Linked DNA regions of Gossypium hirsutum: region 1 is linked to region 2. A link is a contact called in public Hi-C data. All regions are on one chromosome and are shown on one strand. Each heading gives the region's core, a stretch centred on a gene start, on an enhancer-like site or on the middle of the called end of the contact. The rest is flanking DNA. Distances are from core to core; before and after follow the strand shown.

Region 1 (5,412 bases), core at 1,483-3,982, 50 kb before region 2:
GGTGTCAATGAGCTAGCGGAGGGACCAATTGGACATATGCGATTGAGGCTGAAGTGATTTATAATTAGGTTCTAGCTTTTTGCCTATTAATTATAAACTCATTTAGTCACAAAGCCATTCCACTATAGTATTATGACTGGGCTCTCCCCAATGACATACCATTACGAAAGTAACTCAATCAGTGTTCATCCAATGACCTTATCATAAGTGTGTTACCCTCATAGAATAAACTTAATCTCTTTGGGACAATATTTCTTCTCCCAATATGATCCTATTTTATCTTATGTAACCATTACATCTTCCTTCGTGAAAAGTCAATTACTATTAAATAATAATCAAGTCATTCATCACAAAGACAAATGACCCATGGTCACGTTTACTTTTCATCAACCATGTAATGCTAATGAGAGGATTTCATTTACTCATGTTTCGAGCTATGAATTCCACTATTGTGAATAGCGTTACATATTGCAAAAGTTGTATACCTAACACACCGGTTTCCCCTTTTTTTTATCTATTTGAGCTCAGGCTTTTCTTATATCAAAGTATACAAGTCATGCATACATAGTCCATCATCCACTCAAGATTTAGGTTTGTCACACTATAAACATCACAAATAAATAAATCCATAAACGAATTTAGGATCTATTTTTCTTGGATCTTGTCCGATATACTATCAATCTAGTCAGTCACATTTGTCTCTATCTTCTAGGAGTCATCCACTCTGATGTCCAATATAAAGCATCTCCCTAATTGGATTTGATAGATAGCATATTAGTTTTTCAATTGGCTTGTTCATTTCCAATTAAACTATGTACAGGTTTGTCTACTAATATAAGTTGTCTTTTGGTATTATAATTTGACTACGTAATACCGCTTAGTAATAGTTTAAACATTAGACAATCATTGAGCAACATTTACATCTATTTTTCTTTGCGTGCAAAAATTACATGAGGACAATTATACAAATATATATTAATGTAATCAATGAATTCTTTTATTAACCAATCTATTCGAAAAAATTACAAGTTTACAAACAAATATACTACACTAGGGACACTAGATCCTACATATGAAGCCTAGCTCAGTGAGTAATTCCACTATCTTTTATCACGAATACAACAAGTGGTTCACACAATATCACTCCAAGTATAGAGATCTCACATTTTTACCTGAAGACTAGAACACTCACTTTAAAACCCTTCCCTTGAGAACTTGTGCAGTAAACACTTAACAATGTTTACAATAACAATTTGCGCTCTCTCACAAAGCAATTCCTCAATGAACAAATTAGAATTCACTCAATCAACTCTTGTTACATAACCTAAACAAGCTTCAAGCATATATTAATTTTGGCTTGCTAACATAGAATCTAAATGAATACAAAATAGCTTTTAAAAATAGCTATTAAAATCTCAAAAATCACAGTATAATCAATCGAAGATCTGATTTCCAAAACAACTACATAGTCTTCATCGATTCTCCATGTTCTAAAGGTTGATTTGATTCACTCAAATCCAATCCAATCTTTAGATTATTGAAGATTGGCTTCCATAGATGGACTAAAGTATGTTTAATAAAACAACACATAATCAGGTCCAAAGATTTTTTTTTTCATTTGATTGGCAAACCAAATAAGGCAAGTAATAAAACTACTTTAGTGGCAATTTACAGTTGGCACTAAGGGTGAGCAAAACTTAATTTGATTAAAAAATTGAAAAAAAATTAAATTTCGGGTTAATTGGATCGAGTTATTCGAATTATCCGAGTCAACTTGATTCGAGTTTTGAGTTCGAGTCGAGTTGAATTTCATAATTTGAATAACTTGAAGAATTTGAATAACAGATTGGTGTAAATACCCTTTTGGTCCCTGTCAATTTTGAAAATAAACAAATTGGTCTCTCTCAACAATAATTATAAAAAAAATCAAAATAAGTTTTAAAAATTCAAAATATTTATAAAAAATTCAAAATTTATATTTTTAAAAAATTTTAAAAATTCTAAAAAATATATAAAACAAAGTTAAAAATTTAAAAATTTTCTAAAATAATAATATTGAGAGCTAATTAATGATTCAATTTTATTACTCAAGTATCTTTTTTTTTACTTTGAAAAATTTCAAATATATATAGTTTCAAATTTATGTGCTAGAATTAGTTATACTGTAACAATATTTTTATTTGACATGTTTAAATTTTTTTAATTTAACTCGAAAAAATTCACTCAATTTAATTCGATTCGAATTTTATTTCACTCGACTCAATTAAAAAAAATTCAAATTGAGTTAGATAATAAAATAGGACTTTTGAACTCAAAATTTTTCACTCAATTCAATCAAACACTCACCCCTAGTTGGCACTACTAATAGTTTTTAATAATTTAATAATTTCTTATAACTCTTTATTTTTAAGTAATTTTCTATATTTTTATAAAATTTAAAATAATTATATGAAATAATTTTTTTATAATTTTTAAATACCATATTATTATAAGATACACAAAACATATTACTATTTAGTTGTTTCTGGATCTATACCTATATATTGGATGTAATGTAGGTGTGTTATTGTTATTATTATTTTGAGTAAAACGCAATCTTGCACATAGTCTATTTACTTTTACCAAAAAGAAGATTAAGTGTGATTCTAGAATTTGGTGGCTGTCCATTCGTCTGTCATTTCCAAAAGTGACCGATCGACTTTACCAAGCAAAATCCAAATAGTTACGTATGGCTTATCACATTTAGACCATTCTCCACTTTTTTACAGATCCCCGCACTATGTCGAACAAAATCATCTTCGAGAAACTCAAAATTAAAAAAAGCGTTTTCGAATGTCAGTCACTTTCCCACACGTCAAACATTCCAAAAGTCGTAGAAATCAAGAAATAGTCCCAAAAATTAAAAAAATAATAATAATTTGATCCAAAGAGCTTTTAATGCTAATCTCTTTTTTTAAAATTTTAATTTTTGCTTCTTTTTCAAACTTAAACCTCTCATCTACCTATCTGAAGAAAACATTTTCTTTCATATTCCTTTCTCTTTCCTTCTCCAAACCCATTGTTTTAAAACATAAAATATACTTCTTAAGTTGGAATTTGAAAAGAAAATTACGAAATCGATATACGTTGATCTGATAAAATCAAATCCGTGAACATTTCAAATAGATTGAACATGTGTGGACTATAGATCGGATCCAAATCCCAACAAAAAAAAATTACAGTTTTAATCCTATAAGGGCAGATCTGCATGTAATTTCAATTCAAATGTAAAAGGAAATTAAAGCTGATATATATGTATATATATATTCATGTACATGATGATAGGCACCTTTTTTTAGAGGAAGAAGCATGAAAACCAGCTTTGAAAAACGCATCAACTTCTTCACTGTTAACGATCTCGAAGAAGTTGAAATTTTGAAACAACTTTCTTTTGCATGAAACAGAAGCTGTTCTCTTAGGTTTTGTAGGTGCCGCTGGACATGACAAAACTGGTGGGATCTTGTTTTCGTCTGAGGTTGGTGTCGCACAGAACTCCACGCTGTTGTTTCCGTTCTTGTTTACTTGTTCAATTCCGGTGCCACTTTCATCAGAAGATTGAATAATTTTGAGTTTGGGTAATTTTATTTTCAATGAATCTTGGAACAATTCAAGATCTGTAGACATCATGGAAGGAAAAAGATGAATCTTTTGCTGGTTTGATTTTAAAAATAAAATAATAGATTGAAAACTAAGAAAGAAGAAAAGAAAGACGTGAAAGGGAGGATAAGTGTAAAGGTTGGGGGTGTTGCCTTCTTTTAATATTCTTCTCAGCTTCTCAATAAAATATTTTAATTTATTTCAAAATTTTTATTGATTATAAAAATATGTAAATATTAATATTAAAATATATTTTTATTATTTAGTGTTTTTCGAATAGTGAAGGGGATGGTCAGGATTACTCCAACATGACTTAAATAGACTTGGGTAAGAAATTAAACATTTTTATATTTATGTAATTTTTAAAGTTTTAACTTTAAACTAAATTGAATATCATATATTCATTAAAAAGAAGTATTATATACATCTTTGAGTGATTTACATATTTATGCTGTTTTTTTTTCTTGACATGTTTTAGTACGATGCAAAATGGATCTTGTTCTATCGTTGATCAGATAAATCTCTATGAAAAATACGAATCGGAGTTTGAAGAAGGGGAAGGAGGTATATTTACATTGATATTAGGAGAGAGATTCGTTTATGCTAGTGTAAATCTTATGTAGTTTTATACCTTCCTGTCACATTTATACTGTTAATATTTTAATAATTTAATTATTAAATTTATTAATATATTTATATTTTTTATACATGTAAAATTTTAAATCAATATAATATTTTTATCATGTTAATCTAAAATATTGTCTATATTAATATATATTTAACGATTGAAATTTTTTATTTAAAATGAATATATATAAATTTTTAACTTATGTAAAATTTGATATGCATGGTCTACATGAATAGAGCACAAAATATAACGATTGTATTGTTAAAACATTAATCATATAACAACTTACGAAAAAGTATAAAACCACTTAAATTTTTATACCCGTGTAAATAGATTTCTCTAACACTAATATGATCAAATTATAATAAATTATACCTTAATCCCAACTTGAGAAAAAAAGTAAAAGTTATTTAAAAAAATAACTCGATTGTCAACTCAAAAATCTATATTTATACTATAAATAAAGTGTTTGATTAAGTTTACATAAATTAACTCCAAATTCATATAACAAAAGTAATATATAAATACGGTTATATATATAATTAAAAATTTTAAATTAAAAAAAAACAACCTCTCTTTATACTTAACCTTGAACAATTAAAAATTTAAAATCTCATTTTCCCAACAAAACCAAAATCTCATTAATAAAATTATTTACATTTTTAATTTTACCAATAATTATTATTTTTTAAAAAAAACTATTGATTAAATATTTTTATTTTTTATTTCTTTCACCCACATAATGACGTACCATAGTACTAGTATTTATGTTTTTGTTTAATATTCTTACTATAAAAAGTCTTTTGAGTGACCGAGGCATATTTTTTTTATTGCGAATAAACTCATTTAAATTTTTCTATATTTTTGTATTTTTAAAAATTATTATATTGTTATCTAATACACATTTCTTTTACGACCATATCATTTTTTTTCCCTTTTTATTAATTTTTAAATATAAACTACTTGATGTATTTTTATATTTATTTTATAATGTAATGTGCTTAACTTTTCATATAATAAAAATTACATCATACATGAACAAATGAAAAAAAAAACAATATATAATAAATTTGAAAAAAAATTTAAGTTGTACTTACATTTTGAATATTAAAACTTGAGTCTCGCTTATGCTTTGAAAGGTTTTTTTT
Region 2 (5,484 bases), core at 1,496-3,995:
CTTGAATTCACTTGTCTAACCAGATGTGTTCCTTTAATATTTTAATGATTTATTGGATTTGGTTTCACCAAAATACCATTTCATCTTCACAAAAGAAAAATACATGAATGTTTCCACGTGAAAATTTAAATTGCATGGTTTTCGCAACTTTAAGTTTAACCCCACTCTGCTTTTCATCTCTTTTCAGAAGGGTACAAAATTGGATTTGTTACATATTTATTATTACTTACTCAAAACTCAGATAAAATCTGAATCGCTTATTGGTAAACTGGTTCGACCCTATCAGTTGGGTGTGTGCAGGTCTTGGGGTTCACCAAGAGGGTTCACGAGGGAAGTTCGCGGTCCTAGCTCGTATATACCAAGGAGATTGCATGTGGGGCTATGAAGTCCAGCAAGGAAAGTTCGTGGTAGCAGCTCGCATATACTAAGGAGTTCACATGTGGGGGCTATAAAGTTCACTAGACAAACCAAAACAATGTACGTGTCTAGCATGCATAAAATTTAACCCACGTATTATAAGGCATAAAGTTAAGTTATAGATAATAACTAAATATATATAAATATCATATTTTTGAAGGGAAATTTATTCTAGTTGGTATAAAAATGTAAGAATATATATTATATTATGTCAAATCCATAATATGGGTTGAAAAAATTATGTAACAAATATATTTATTAAAATTTTATGTAAAAATCAAATGATATGACATGATAAAGTTGAGATGTTGAAAACCATGTTGTCTTAGATTAAAAGTTTAATCATGTGTATTTTTCTAGATTTTATATAAAAATATAAAAAATACATAAACACCTTTTATAATAATTTTCTTTTTTTTTCTTTTACTTTGTAAAAGGAAAGAGGTTTTAATAATTCCACAACTGGTTTGAAACTCGGTTGATGAGCAATACTAACTTAAATAATAACTAGAAACTCTATCCCACGCATACATGTGTGGAAACCATATATTTAGAATACAAATTTGTGTTTCAAAATAACATGCAATATATAATGGAATGTATAGTTTGAAACTAATTAATAATAACATATGAAATATGTATGATATTAAAATAAAAAATTAGATTAGATTATAAGTAAAACAAAATTTAAACATATAAATATATTAGATTAAGAATACTAAATAAATACAATTATTTATCATGATTATGTCGTCAATTGTAAGTTGGTGTCAAATTAATTTGTGACACAATCTAAAAAAAAAACATTATTAATATATATAGTTGATGAAAATAATAAAATTTACATAATAAAATTAAAATATATGAAAAGTTTAAAATAAAACTTCAATTGAATAATAAATTTAAAATTTTATTAATGTAATTGGCGTGAGTTCAAATATTCACATTTTTTTCCGTTAAGCACTATACGACCTTAGTTAACGTAACTACCCTTAATATATGATTTCCGACGGTTTTAATATTTGAGTCTCGGTATTAACAATATTTTTATTTATATCTATACGACAATCTCTTATGTATGGAGATGAATTTTTTTAAAAAAAAATTGATTGATTCATACGGTGACTTTTAAAATATTTAATTTTTTTATTTAATGTCCATTTGTTTACATGTAAAAAGTTTTACAGAAAATGTTTTCTGTATTTTTCTATGTTTGTTTCACAAAAAATAGTTTAGTCAATGGAAAATGACTTACAGATCAAGATAAAATAATCAAGCTTAATATTATTATACTGATAATAATCTTTATTTTTATTTTAAAAAATATTCAAAATATTATATTTTTCAATATTATTAAACATACATATTTAATTATTTATATTTAGTTATATGATAAATTGTTAATATAATAAATATAATTTATTATTTTAATAAATTATTTAATATTTCTATTTTATTTTAAAAATAATAAATTTTAAATAATATTATTCACATATTATTGAAAATATTCCATATTAATAATTCAATAATAAATATTTATTACAATTATAAATATATTAATAATAAATGTTTTGTAGTATAAATGTTAAAATATGTCATAAGTCTATGTACACTTTACAGATTTGTAGTTTACTCTTTGTACTTTTTATTTTCAAGAATTTTGTCCCTTTATTTTTCAAATTTAAAAATCAAGTCCAATTGTTGATATCGTTAATTTTTTTTTGTCAATTTTGTTGATGTCACATTTTTAAAAACAAAATACTCACTTAATAATCATGTAATTAAAAAATGACGTTATAATGAATCTGAATTTAACATAATATTTTTAATATATGCAAAAATAATGTAAAATATAAAATTATAGATAAAAATAAATTCAATTAAACAATGAAAAATAAGAAAATCTCAAATGTATGTTTATTTAATTAAAAATAATTTTTATGAAATATTTTTAAGAAATCTATTAAATAACAGAAAATATTTTATACAAATTCCTCTAAACACCAGAAAATATTAACTTTTTTAAAAATAATTAACTTTTTCAGAAAAATAAATTATTTTCCAAAAATCTTTTATTTTTAACGAGGGAATTGGAGTGGGAACTGAAAAGGGGAAGACCCACGAAAACAAGTTGATAATCATGTGGTTCTTTCCTTCGCTTAGATTACTTAACGGAAGATGGGGTGTTTGCTAGCTGTATTGTGGAGGTTATATTTGGATTTTCATGTGATTCATTTCTTCACTTAATAAATTAAGCATGGCCAATTGTCCAGATTTGTTGATTGGTCTATTTCAAATGCCTTCTTTCCTTTCGAAAAAAGGAATAAAAGGGAAGGGGCAGATGGAATATTAATGCAACTCAATTATTTGCAAGAGAAAAACAAACAATGTGGTCCCTATTGTTGTTTCTTTGTTTCCTTTTTGTTCTAGTTATGGAGAGATCTATTTGTATCAGTGTAAAATTTAAATTATTTTATTTTTTATAAGTTTTATATCATTAATATTTTAATAATTTTATTATCATATTTCATACTTTATTCATATATATCATGAATGTCAAGTTTAGCCTAAATTGAAAGTATCTAATTATTCAAAAAAAATTTAACCGTTAAATATATATTAATATTGATAATATTTTAGATTATATAATAGAGATATCTAATTAATTCAAAAATTTAGGCACATAATAAGTACAAATATCTTAATAAATTTAACTGTAGATTAAAATATTAATTGTATAAAAAGTTATAGAATGATATAAAACTATTTAAGTTTTACATATGTGTAAGTAGATATCTCCTTTTATATATATATAATTTTTATTTAATAAAATAAATTTATACATTGGGAATATTTTTTTCTATTAGTACTAAATTGAATTGAATTGTTTTTTTTTAAGAAAAAAAGAAAAATATTGTTACTGATGTGAAATGGTAAGTCACATCAATTGTATTTATTATCCATTTAATTCGTGATTAAAAATTTACTTCCTTTAGTGTTTCCTCCACATCAGACTTTGCCTAGAAACAAAGAATTCAGAATATTCTATGTCAAGAGAAACTGTGCTCTTTTCGCTATATTCCTAGATAATCAAAACCAATTTGCTAATTGTTTGGCCAAAAAAGTCTTATCTACAAGAGTTTATTTGCAATTTTTTGATTTCCCCTAGCTAGAGTTGGAAATTTCTTAGAAATGGACATGTTCCAGGGGTTCTTTTAACTTTTCAGATCCTTCGGCTATAATTAGTTAGTTATTTTTTTTTACTAGAAAAAAATTACTTCCTTTCCCATATATAATTATTTCATATTACATTTTTAAAAAAAAATTTAAAATAACTTTTGTGATACCAAATTCAAAAATAAAAAATAATAATTTCTTTCTTTTACTTCTTTTTATGTTATTATATATATATTATAATATTTTAGGTTCTAAGTGACATGAATACTTAATTTATTCACTTGTGGCATATATATTGTGGTGACATTTGGTAATTGTGTTATTTACTTTCAACTTTTTTTATTTAAAAATAGAATATAATTTTAAAACTATAAAATATTATTTGAATAATATCAATAATTTATAAATTTGAATATTTAAAATACTTAAATTATACACTCTCTGAGTTTATAAAATTTTAACAATTAAAAATAATGTCATATTAATGTATCAAAATTTAATTTTACAAAACTATTAAATATTTGAAATTTTTAAATAATATTATTTCAAACATATATATTATTTATATATTTAAAATAATTAATTTTATTATCAATTAAAATTATGTAGGTGAGGATATCAATAACAAAATTTATTATTTAAGTATAAAATTAAAACCAAAATTTAAATAATAATTAAAATAAAATATTTGTAGCTACGTAAAAATTTGCTTTGGTCACTAATTGAGGCGATTATTTGAAAATTTGAAAACGGAATTTCGGTTTTAAAGAGAAAAGGAGTCGCCACCAATCTTTTTTCCTAGATGTGATCAGACACCTAATAAATCCTCTTTTTTTTTAAAAAAAATTATATTTGAACAAAAATGAAGGCCAATTTGGGTCTACGTGAAAATCCAGAGAAAAATAGAGTTCCGGAGTCGGTTACGCACGAGAAAGGTATTAGCACCCTCGCGACGCCCAAAAATTGGTATTTTGTTAAACACGCGTTGTCTTAATTCTCAAAAATACAAGTTTAATTTAATATTTAATCGCGATCCGATTGAAATATGAGAATTTGAAATTTTTGGTTTTTTAGAAGGACGTCTCGTTTTTAACACAAGCCAATTATATTCACCCAACATAGCGATGAAATTAGCGACTTAGTGTTGAAATCGGTACGTTGCCTTATTTATTGAAATTAATTAAAAATAAAAAAATATATATCATTTGCAATAGAAATTCGTAAATAATGCGAACGATGATACAATTAATGAAAAATATTAAAATATAATATTAGAATAAAAATAAAAATAATATTCACGATAAAGAAAATAATAATAATAAATAATATTTTAATAATATAATAAAAGAAATAATATATTTGTAATAATAGTAGAAAATACTAATATGTACATGAAAAATACACATGTATATATATATGTTAATAATGATGATGTGTTAATAAGGACGATAATAAATAATAATTAGCAATACTAAATTGACTAATAATAAAACAATAAATAAACACGAAAGAAAACATATAATATAATAATAACAATATGAACTTAATTAATTTAACACTAAAATAAAATTAAAAGTAATAACATCAATACGTTAGATTAATAATAAAGTAAAAATAATGATGATAATAATGTATTAGGTAATAATAATGGAATAATAATAGTAAATATAATAATTTTAAACCAATTAATTTAATTAAAATATTGAATATAACAAAAAGGACTAAAATGAACCTAAAGTAAAAGTTCGGGGCCAATTCAAAAATTAATAAAGAAGAGAAGGACCAATTTGGGCATACGGATAACAAGGGAGGACCAAAATGGGCAATATCCCCTCCTCCCAAAACGCACAGCACTAAGAGGGACCAAATTGAAGGTCAAAATAAATTACG

Evidence for each region. A called contact is a pair of places that touch in the nucleus more often than the background predicts.
Region 1: a Hi-C map of leaf shows a contact between it and region 2, with 1.6 times the contacts expected there. The contact joins two enhancer-like sites. A contact is called at or near these places in 5 of 34 Hi-C or Micro-C datasets (leaf and petal).

The regions. Positions count from the first base shown.
Region 1 is chrA05:36,947,236-36,952,647 of Gossypium_hirsutum_v2.1, reverse strand. No RefSeq gene overlaps it. Among protein-coding and RNA genes, the nearest start is that of LOC107904328, 82 kb to the left of the region's middle. Within about 2 kb of position 2,732, at least 7 of the 9 cell types and tissues checked have an H3K27ac peak or open chromatin away from gene starts, as enhancers often do. A contact at or near this core is called in leaf, where this site is marked.
Region 2 is chrA05:36,897,177-36,902,660 of Gossypium_hirsutum_v2.1, reverse strand. No RefSeq gene overlaps it. Among protein-coding and RNA genes, the nearest start is that of LOC107904329, 59 kb to the right of the region's middle. Within about 2 kb of position 2,745, at least 1 of the 9 cell types and tissues checked has an H3K27ac peak or open chromatin away from gene starts, as enhancers often do. A contact at or near this core is called in leaf, where this site is marked.